Linked DNA regions of Pan troglodytes: region 2 is linked to region 1. A link is a contact called in public HiChIP or PLAC-seq data. All regions are on one chromosome and are shown on one strand. Each heading gives the region's core, a stretch centred on a gene start, on an enhancer-like site or on the middle of the called end of the contact. The rest is flanking DNA. Distances are from core to core; before and after follow the strand shown.

Region 1 (5,820 bases), core at 2,040-4,539:
TATTATTTGTAATGGTTGCTTAGGAGTCTTCAACATGAATAGCCTATAATACATGTCATAATTCTACCATTTTGTCAATGTAGCTGCTTTCCTTGCCTTGCCTTTTACAAATCGTGTTGCACTGAACAACACTGTACATAATATTTTGACTTGTCTTTGATTATTTCCTAGAGATGAAGTCTTAGAAGTGAAATGACTAGGTCCAGGGGCAAAAAAACTTTTTTATTCTATTTTATTTTTGAGGCAGAGTCTCATTCTGTCCCCCAGTCTGGAGTGCAGTGGCACGATCTCGGCTCACTGCAACCTCCACCTCCCAGGTTCAAGTAATTCTCCTGCCTCAGCCTCCAGAATAGCTGGGACTACAGGAGCGCACCACCACACCCGGCTAATTTTTGTTTTTAGTAGAGACGAAGTTTCACTGTTTGGCCAGGCTGATCTGGAACTGGTGACCTCAGGTGATCTGCCCACCTTGACTTCCCAAAGTGCTGGGATTACAGGCGTGACCCATCACGCCCAGCTAGTAAAAACAAACAAACAAACAAACAAAATATATATATATATATAATGCCCTTCCTATGTTTTTGAACTGCCTGACCAAGAGGTGTCTTCAATGTATGCACTTGTGCTCATTAAGAGTATCTTTTAATTCTAAAAAAGGAGAAAAAGAACTTAAGCTATTTTAAAAGGTAAAAAATGCATCTCATTATTCTTTCTCAGCATTGCTTGGTTACTAGTGAGGCTGCGTCTGCTTTTCCTGATGGGCCAGCTGTTGCTCTTTCTGTGAATAATGTTTCAAGTCCTTTTTTTTCCCCATTAGGATGTATTTATTTAAATAAATACATGTATTTAAATAAACTCTTTACCAGAAATATTATTTCTTTAGTTACAATATTTATGACAAATATTTCCCCATATTGTTCTTTAACTTTAAATTTTGTTTCTTATCACTTTTGGTACACACAAGTTTGCATTTTTACATGGTAAAATGTTGGTTTTGCTTGCTGAGAATTCCTTCATGGCTTTTATGTGTTAAAAGAGCATCTTCGTACTTGTCTGAATGTTCCACCTAGATTTTTTAATGTACTTTATTTTATTTTATTTATTTATTTATTTTTATTTTATTTTATTTTTTTTGAGATAGAGTCTCGCTCTGTCACCCAGGCTGGAGTAGAGTAGCACGATCTCGGCTCACTGCAAGCTCCACCTCCCAGGTTCATGCCATTCTCCTGCCTCAGCCTCCCAAGTAGCTGGGACTACAGGTACACGTCACCATGCCCCACTAATTTTTTTTTTTTTTTTTTTTGTATTTTTTGGTAGAGACGGGTTTTCACCATATTAGCCAGGATGGTCTCGATCTCCTGACCTCGTGATCCGCCCGCCTCGGCCTCCCAAAGTGCTGGGATTACAGGCAAAATGTGCTTTATTCATTTATTTATTTAGAGATGGAGTTTTGCTCTTGTTGCCCAGGCTAGGGTGCAATGGTGCGATCTCGGCTCACTGCAACCTCTGTCTCCTGGGTTCTCCTGCCTCAGCCTCCCGAGTAGCTGGGCTTACAGGCATGCACCACCACGCCAGGCTAATTTTGTAGTTTTAGTACAGGCGGGGTTTCTCCATGTTGGTCAGGCTGGTCTCGAACCCCCTAACTCTGGTGATCCACCTGCCTGGGCCTCCCAAAGTGCTGGGATTACAGGCGTGAGCCACCGTGCCCAGCCAATGTGCTTAATTTTTTTAAGTTAACTCTTTAACTCATCTGGAATTATTTTGACGAATGGTGTGAGGCATAAATGGAACCAAGCTTTTCCCAAACAACCAATTTTCCATTATAGTTATTAGTTAATATTTCCTTTCTCCAATTAATTTGTAATTCTTCTTTTTACCACATGAGAAGGCTTTACATCTATGAGAGTCCATTGTCTGGGCCATTTACTTTATTTCACTGGTCTGTCACTTCTTGAACCAACATACCACAATATTTATATTGACACTTTATCTTTTCATATCTGATATGAAAATCATTCTTTTTTTTCTAAAACATCTTAGTTATTTTTATTAGTTTATTCATACGGATGAAAAAGTTTAGGATTTTGACACATTTTACCAGATCTCATGGAATTTTCTTTGGTACTGCACTTGTTCAGTTTTCCAATCCTCAATCATGGTAGAGCTGTAGTTTTCCTTATATGGGTCCTGCTCAAATTGTTAGAAATTCTTATTTCTAAGAAATGTATTATGACTATCATAAGGCGATTTTCCCATCACCACCCCTGCTCAGGTTACTACCAATTATTGTTGGAATAACAGAAAGTGTTTTTTTCGCTATTCATCATACACATAGCTACTTGCTGCGATTATGGATTCTGAGAACGTCTTAGGTGACTATTTGGGTTTTCTAGGTGGGCCATCATATCTGCAAATAGTAGTATTTCTGCCTTTCTTTTTTTTTTTTTTTTTTTTTTTTTTTGGTATTTCCACTTCTTGCTTCATGTTTTACTGCATTGGCCAGGGCTGGTAGAAAGATGTTCAGTGGTCACGTGAGGTTTTACTACTGACTTTTTTAGGAATGCTTCTGGTGTTTCTCATCTGAGTTCCGTTGTCGCTTAGACTTTGAAATCGCTTTTTAAAAATCGTGTTCAGGAAGCACATCTCATGGAAATGACAAATATGAGAACTAAAACCGACAAATTTCTCCCCAAAATCCCACACGCAGAGCCTCCTGGCCCGGAGCCTCCTGAGGCGTCGGTTCTTTGATGACTTCCCATTTCTTTTCCCTTTTTTTTTTTTTTTTTTTTTTTACGGAGTCTGGCTCTGTCGCCAGTCTGGAGTGCAGTGGCGCGATCTCGGCTCACTGCAACCTCCGCCTCCCAGGTTCCAGTGATTCTCCTGCCTCAGCCTCCCGAGTAGCTGGGATTACAGGCGCCTGCCACCATGCCCGGCTAATTTTTGTATTTTCAGTAAAGACGAGGTTTCACCATGTTGGCCAGGCTGGTCTCGAACTCCCGAACTCAGGTGATCCGCCCGCCTCGGCCTCCCAAAGTGCTGGGATTACAGGCGTGAGCCACCGCGCCCAGCTGATGACTTCCCATTTCTTCCTTGGTTCTTTCGGAGCCACTTTGGGAAATTCGGTTCTATCTGCAGTGGTAAAATACAGGTCGGCTCTCCCCGCGCGCGGCCAATGGACGCTCCCAGCGCGGACAGACAGGCCCTTTGCTGGAGCTGGGCAGGGCGAAAGGACCCCAGGGCGGGGCTTCAGTCGAGTCCGGCCCCGCCCACCGCTGCAGCCGCGCATGCGCCATGTACAGGCTGCTTTGGACCCTCCCGCGTGCCGTTCTTACCCGGCCTGCCCCGCGCCGCCGCTTCCGGAAGTGGGTCTCGTCTCCTCCCAAGCGGAGTAGTTGTGCCTGAACCTGCCGTGTCTGCTACGGCACCGCAGGGCTGCAGAAACCCGGGGGCCAAGGGCGGGCTGCTTGCCGCTATGGCTGGCAGTCAGGACATATTCGATGCCATCGTGATGGCGGATGAGAGGTGGGTGGTGAGGCCGGGCCCGCACCCCGCTCTGTCTGGTCGTCTCCCAGCGGCTTCGCCGCCGGCTGCGGCCCAGGGCGGCTGCTGGAGCCTGGCGTCCCTTGGGCGTGCGCATTGGGGAGCGCCTGGTGGCCGTGGACGCAGGGACAAGTGTGGGCCTGATGCTCTGGTCCTCTTCTCCTGGCCCGCTCCGGCGGGGCACGTGCCCAGCTGCTCTTCCAGACCCGCCTTCCCTGTCAGGGCTGCCCCAAGCATCTGCTCAGCCTGGTGGTTCCCCTCCTCCGAGGCCGCCCCGTCCTCTGGGAGGGCAGACCTTTGCCATCTGGGAGCTGCCTTTTTTTCTGGTTCCTTAATCATAGGACATACGGCAGTATTCATGGATGTGCTGATAGATGTACCCGACCACACCCCTTTTCCTCCAGAGCCCCTGGGGAGCCCCTCGTGCTGCGACAGTGGGGGAGCTGTGAGTTGCCTCCTGGCTGACTTCCAGTGCCCGGCCCAGAGGACACGTCCATAGATGTTAGTTAAGAAAGCGGCCGAACATTTAGCAGTCAGTCGCTGACGTTTATTTAGCTCGCGCTGTGAGTCAGACACAGAGCTAAACGTTCCACCCTGGTTATCTACTTCAGCCCTACTTAGTGAGTGGATCCTATTATTCTTCGGAATTTACAGACTAGGAGGCACAGTCAGTTTCCAGGGTCACACAACTAATAAGTGGGGAGCTGTGCACCCTGCTTCATGGGGCGCTGCAGCCCACTCCTTGCACGTTTGGTGACTGCAGGTTAAGATAGTGCTAGTTCCACTGTTGGGCCTCAGGGTCAGTGCTACTCCGGGTACCAGTCGGAGAACATTTTGTGGTGATCTGATGCCATTTCTCTCTGTTGCCCTACCCATGTGATGTCAAACCGTGTGTATGTTGCAGTTTTTTGGAAGCGGTTGACTTGGGCTAGTGCTACTTGAACACTCACAGAACTTTGGCCCCCTAACTCTGGCTGCAAACCAGACTTACCTAGGAGACTTTGAAAAGTAGATTCCGGGCCAGATGCGGTGGCTCACGCCTGTAATCCCAGCACTTTGGGAGGCCGAGGCGGGCGGATCACGAGGTCAGGAGATCCAGACCATCCTAGCTAACACGGTGAAACCCCGTCTCTACTAAAAATACAGAAAATTAGCCGGATGTGATGGTGGGCGCCTGTAGTCTCAGCTACTTGGGAGGCTGAGGCAGGAGAGCGTGAACCCAGGAAGCAGAGCTTGCAGTGAGCCGAGATCGCACCACTGCACTCCAGCCTGGGCGACAAAGCGAGACTCCGTCTCAAGAAAAGAAAAGTGGATTGCAGGCCAGGTGCGGTGGCCCTCACTTGTAATCCCAACACTTTGAGTGGCCAAAGCTGGAGGATCGCTTGAGCCCAGGAGTTTGAGGCTATAGTGAGCTGTGATCGTACCATTGCACTCCAGGCAGGGCAACAGAGACCCTGTCTCAAAAAAAAAAAAAAAAGGAAGAAAGAAAAGTAGATTCCAGAGCCTTGCTCCAGACGTACTGAATCTCTGGGGGTGAGGCTTTTGAGTTAATATCTTTGAATTTTCCTTGTGTGTTTCTAGTACCCTATCAGGTTTGGGAATCCCTAATTTAGCCCTTTGTTGTAGATGGAGAAACTGGGCTACAAGAGGTACAGTGACTTCCAGAGGCAAATAGGAAGTGGTAGATCTGGGACTGGAATCTGTGTCTTCTGACTTGAATTTTAGGCTTTTCCTCCTTTACTCTGGTTTGTCTTACTGGGTCCGGGTAATACAAGAGAGAGAAGTTTTTCTGGAGAAAGTATTCTTTCTCCTGTTGATTTGATGAAGCATACTTCTTCTTCACAGGTTTCATGGGGAAGGGTATCGGGAAGGCTATGAAGAAGGCAGTAGTTTGGGTGTGATGGAGGGAAGGCAGCATGGCACGCTGCATGGAGCCAAAATCGGGTCTGAGGTAAGTGGGAACCCCCATCTGGAGATGAAGCCTCTTCATTTACAATTTATAATTTATTTCGATATTCAGTGTGATGGAGTAAGAATTGTCAGGCCTTTTAAAATCACAGTGCCGGATGGGCGCTGTGACTCACACCTGTAATCCCAGCACTTTGGGAGTCTGAGGTGGGCGGATCGCCTTGAGGTCAGGAGTTGGAGACCAGCCTGACCGACATGGTGAAACACTGTCTCTACTGAAAATACTGAATTAGCTGGGCATGGTGGTTTATGCCTGTAATCCCAGCCACTTGGGAGGCTGAGGTATGAGACTCGCTTGAACCTGGGAGGCGG
Region 2 (5,364 bases), core at 117-2,616, 530 kb before region 1:
AGCCTCTGAGAGGCGTCCCCAGAGCACTCCCAAGCCTCTCCCGACTCTGAGAACAAGGGGGGTAGGGCTGAGAAACTCTGCTGTACTCAGAGTTTCTTTTTTATCCTGGAAGCTGCTGCAATCCACAGGCGAGGGTGGAGAGGGAGTGACCGAGAGCAGGACAGGAAGCCACTCCACAATGAACTTGACCAGAGAGGCAGTGCAGTGGCTAACACCACCCATCCGGAGGCCGGACTGCTTGGCTCAAGCCTAGCTCCGTCAGTTATCGGCTGCGCATTTCGGCAACGCCACTTAACCTGTGAGCCACAGTCCTGTCCTCTGTAAAATGGGAACAGTGATAGCTAACAGTATCTAAGCCACAGGGCTACTGCGAAAATTGTATTTGGCAGTTACAAGGGTAAGCGGCACACTGTAAGCCCCTGGGTAGGAGTTACTGAATGCTAGTATTACTCTCAGACAGCCGTGAAAAGCATATTCCGAGACAGAAAGGAAATGATGCGAGGCAGGCTCACCCAACCTCTGCCCCTCCCCCACACCTTCTCTGACTCATCTTTTCTTCAGTGAGTTTTCTAATTTACCCGGGCAGAAGGGGGTGGAGGAAAAAGGACTGTGCGTGTCCACGCCCTGCAACCTCGAATAAGTTAACTTTTCTGCGTTTCTGGCTCTCCCATCTGCAAAACCAGGGCTGTACGGAGAAAACCCACGCAAATCAAACCCGGCAAAGGGGAGGCGCCTGGAAGCCAACCGGAGGAGCCTCGCAGCACCTACAGCCGGGCGACCAGGCCCTGGCTCCACCGGCCCGGCCCCGCGCCCACCTTCTTCCCCAGGCGCGGCCCTGGCCGCCGCCCCCGCCTCGAAGTCGTCGACGCGCCGCAGCAGGTCGTGGCGCCGCAGGGAGGCGAGCAGCTCGCGCAGGAGCTCGGTGTGCCCGGGCTCCAGGTCGTTCTGCTCCAGCAGCATGGAGAAGAGGTCCAGGCCGCTCTGCACGCGCTCCATCTTGCGCTTGCCCACGCGCCCGAGGCATAGGAACTTGAGCTCGGTCAGCTCGCTGCTCGACAGGCTGGACGACACCGAGTGCAGCAGCACCAGGAACGGGTCCATGGCGGGGCCTGCAAGCGGCCGGGGCTGCGGCCCGGCCCTCCGCGCGCCCGCTGTCCTCGGCTCGCTGGCCCTGGCCAGGTCTCGCCGCTTGCCCAGCGGCCCAAGGATTCCACCCCCGACCCTGCACTGCGGCGCCTGATTCACTACCGGAAATCGACAAGAGCGCGTTTTCGACCGTTATCTCGCGAAAACTAAGGGACCCGCGCATGCGTCCCTAGCGAAGCCGTTGCCGTTTCCGCCCTGGCTGGCGGCGCCGCGGACGGGCGCGGCTTCTGCGCCTGCGCCCGGCGTATCGTCTCTTTTCCGGGTGGGAGGTGGGGCCTTGGGTGTCCTGAGAGTCTGCAGGTGGCCCAGCTCTCTGCGGTGAGGGCGGTCGCGCCTCTGCCGAGTCCACCTGTTTGCAAAGCGCGGTGCGGCCCTACTGTGTGCAGGGCCGGGGCGGGGAGGGCGCAGCCCGAACGTCACGTGCCCTCACATCTGTTGGTGACCAAGGTTACTTATGCATTAACGTTTAGGGACAAACGTGGAAAATGCATTCTTTGGTACCCCTGGAGACATCTTGTGTGTGCAGAAAACACTACTCAGAAGTTTATGTGCGTTTAAACATGTGATTTAAATAATACATGATTTCCAAAGTAGCAGTCGTTTATTCAATCAACAGTATTGAGCGCCTACTGTGCCAGGTAGTAGGGTCTGGGGACAAATTAGTGAGCGAAGCGCGAGGGTCCCCGCGTGCCCGGAGTTTACATCATAATTACAAAAGCGACACGCTCCAGAAGAGAAGGTCGTGGCGGCTGTGGTGGCTCAGCCTGCAATGCCTGCACTTTGGGAGGCTGAGGCAGGATTGATTGAGACAAGGGGTTCGAGACCAGCCTGGGTAACATAGTGAGACCCCGTCTCTATTAAAAAATAAAAATAAGGAAAAATAAGGAAATCGTATAGTATGCCAGAAATTCAGAAGAGCCAGGGGAAAGGGAGTCTCTTCACGGGGTGGGCGTGTGGAGGGTGGGGGGCCCGGTGGTCTGATGGGGCCTCTGTAAAGGCGCAGGTGAAGGCTGGGAGGGGCCGGGTACCTAGGTGTGGCTGGGGTTCCAGGAGCAGCAATGCCGTGGGTTTGGAGGTGAGGAGGGGGTGCAGATTAGGAGAGCCCTCACCAGCCAACAAGGACCCAGCTTTACCACAGGGTGGGGCAGGGGGTGATGCCAGCTGAGTTTGTTTTCTTGAGATATAATTCACATACCATTCAATTGACCCTTTTAAAGTCACACTTCAGTGGTTTTTAGTGTAGTCACAAGGTTGTGCAACCCTTACTGCTGTCTAACTTTAGGACATTTTCATCACCCCAAGAAGAAACCCATTAGCATGTACTCCTCCCCTCCCCCACCAACCACGAATCTACTTTTTCTTTCTTTCTTTTTTTTTTTTTTTTTGCTTTTTTGAGACAGAGTCTCGCTCTATGGCCAGGCTGGAGTGCAGTGGTGCGATCTGGGCTCACTGCAACCTTTACCTCCCGGGTTCAAACAATTCTCCTGCTTCAGTCTCCTGAGTAGCTGGGATTACAGGTGCCTGCCACCATGCCTGGCTAATTTTTGTATTTTAGTAGAGACAGGGTTTCACCATGTTGGCCAGGCTGGTCTTGAACTCCTGACCTCAAGTGAGCCTCAGCCTCCCAAAGTGCTGGGATTACAGGCGTGAGCCACTGTGCCCTGCCGAATCTACTTTTTAAAATCTATGGATTTGCCAATTCTGGACATTCCATGTGTACAGAACCATACAGTATGTGGCATTTTGTGTCTGGCTGTTTTCAGCATCATTTTCAAGGTTCATCCATGATGTAGAACATATGAGTACTTCATTCCTTTTTTTTCTTTGAGACAGAGTGTCACTCTTTTGCCCAGGCTGGAGTGCAGTGGCACAATCTCGGCTCATTGCAGCCTCTGCCTCCCGGGCTCAAGCGACTCTCGTTTCTTGTGCCTTAGCCTCCCGACTAGCTGGGATTGTAGATATGTGCCACTATGCCAGGCTAATTTTTGTATTTTTAGTAGAGACAGGGCTTTGCCATGTTGGCCAGCCTGGTCTCAAACTCCTGGCCTCAAGTGATCCTCTTGCCTCAGCCTCCCAAAGTGTTGGGATTACAGGCGTGAGCCACTGTGCCCAGCCTCCTTCCTTTTTATGGCTGCATACTATTCCACTGTCTGGGTGTTTGGGTGCCACAGTGTGTCTATCCATTCATCGGAGGATGGGCATTGCCTTTGCTTCCACTTTTTGGCTGTTGTGAATAATGCTGCTATGAACACTGAGTTACAGTTTTATTTTGTTTATTTATTTATTGAGACAGGGTCTTGCTTTGTCACCCAGGCTAGAGTGCAGTGGCACAGTCATAGCTCACTGCAGCCACCTGGGCTCAAATGATCCTCCCACTTCAGCCTCCTGAGTAGTTGGGACTACAGGCACATACCACCACCCCTGGCTAATTTTCGTTTTTTTTTTTTTTTTTGTAGAAACAGGATTTTGCCATATTCCCCAGGCTGGTCTTGAGCTCCTGGGCTCAAGTGATCCACTAGCCTCAGCCTCTCAAAGTGCTGGAATTTCAGGTGTGACCACCGTACCTGGTCTTGAGTTACATTTTTTTTTTGAGATGGGGTCTCACTGTGTTGCCCCAGACTGGAGTGCAGTGGCACTATCTTGGCTCACTGCAACCTCTGCCTCCTGGGTTCAGGAGATTCTCGTGCCTCAGCCTCCCGAGTAGCTGGGATCACAGGCATGTGTCACCACATCCGGCTAACTTGCCAGGGTCTGACCCACAGACCCGGGCTGCACTACAGATGAATAATGTACTCAGACACCAGTATTCAGTGAAAGAGCTGGCTAGGGGGCTGGACCTTTCACAGAAAGAGTTGTTCCAGCCCCGTGGCCTGACTAGCTGGTCCTGCAGGCATTTATTCAGCACAGACTTAATGACAAAGGCTTTGAGTCAACACATTTGTGGGTAATTAATCTGGTCGCCCTCCCTCAGAGAGAGTGGTCCTGCCCATGAATGATCAAAGGTCTGTTTTAGGACAACATGAGTGAACAAGCTATTTAGACAAACTCCTCTACATTCCTATGTATCTACGCCCTAAACTTTTAAGAGAATTCAGCTACCTTCAGCCAAATCTTTTACTGAAGCTATGCAAACCTTCCAGCCTTCCAAGAAAGTTTGTGTCTATTTCCTATAACTTTATCTTTATAATTTCCTACCACTTTGACCGATCTCCTGCATTGTGTATGTTTAGCAGAGACACGGTTTCACCATATTGGCCAGGCTGGTCTGGAACTCCTGACCTCAGGTGATCTGCCTGCCTTGATCTCCCAAAGTTCTGGGATTACAGGTATGAGCCAGTGTGCCCAGCTTTTTTTTTCTTTTTTTCTTTTTTCTTTTTTTTTTGAGATGGAGTCTCATTCTGTCACCCAGGCTGGAGCGCAGTGGCGAGATCTCAGTTCACTGCAACCTCCGCCTCCCAGGTTCAAGCGATTCTCATACCTCGAGTTACATTTTTAAAGATCACGCTGGTTGCTGGTTAGAAGCCAGGGGACTACAATAATCTGAATGAAAGGCAGTGCACTCAGACCAGAGGGCAGGTAGCAGTGGAGGTGGTGAGAGAGGGCAGCCTTCTTTAGATTGGGGATGTGCATAAACTAGAGAATGCAGGATATCCTGTAAACTTTGAAGGCTGGTCCATCCATTGATGGAAACCGGGACGGTGCGGGTGGGGTGGGCTTGAGGGAGGACCGAGATTGGCTTGGGATGTGTGTGTGAGATGCTGCTATGGTTTGAATGTTTGTCTCCTCCATTAATGGGTTAATGGACTGATGGGTTATTATGGGGGAGGATCACACTAAGCTCCCTCATCACGTGATACCCTGCATCGCCTCAAAACTCTGCAGACTCCACAGAGAGCCCCCGCCAGCAGGAAGACCCTCCCCGAAAGTGGACCCTTGACCTTGGACTTCTCTGACTCCATAACTATAAGAAAGAAATTTCTGGGCCAGGTGCAGGGACTCACACCTGTAATCCCAGCACTTTGGGAGGCCAAGGCGGGTGGATAGCTTGAGCTAAGGAGTTCAAGTCCAGCTCAGGCGACATGGTGAAACCCCATCTCTACAAAAAAATACAGAAAAAAATTAGCCGCGTATGCACCTGTAGTCACAGATACTCTGGAGGCTGAGGTGGGATGATCATTTGAGTCTGGGAGGCAGAGGTTGCAGTGAGCTGAGATTGAG

Evidence for each region. HiChIP or PLAC-seq counts read pairs in DNA pulled down with a chosen protein or histone mark.
Region 2: an H3K4me3 HiChIP or PLAC-seq map of stem cell-derived excitatory neurons shows a contact between it and region 1, with 9 times the contacts expected there. The contact joins the promoter of FADD here to the promoter of LTO1 in region 1.

The regions. Positions count from the first base shown.
Region 1 is chr9:71,729,491-71,735,310 of NHGRI_mPanTro3-v2.0_pri, reverse strand. LTO1 (LTO1 maturation factor of ABCE1) reads left to right here and starts at 3,289. Exons shown (of 6, transcript XM_016921435.4): 1 at 3,289-3,522; 2 at 5,386-5,491. The coding sequence starts at 3,473.
Region 2 is chr9:72,255,989-72,261,352 of NHGRI_mPanTro3-v2.0_pri, reverse strand. It overlaps FADD (Fas associated via death domain), which reads right to left and starts at 1,366. Exons shown (of 2, transcript XM_508611.8): 1 at 816-1,366. The coding sequence starts at 1,101. The region is part of intron 3 of LOC107967138 (a long non-coding RNA gene); the gene reads left to right.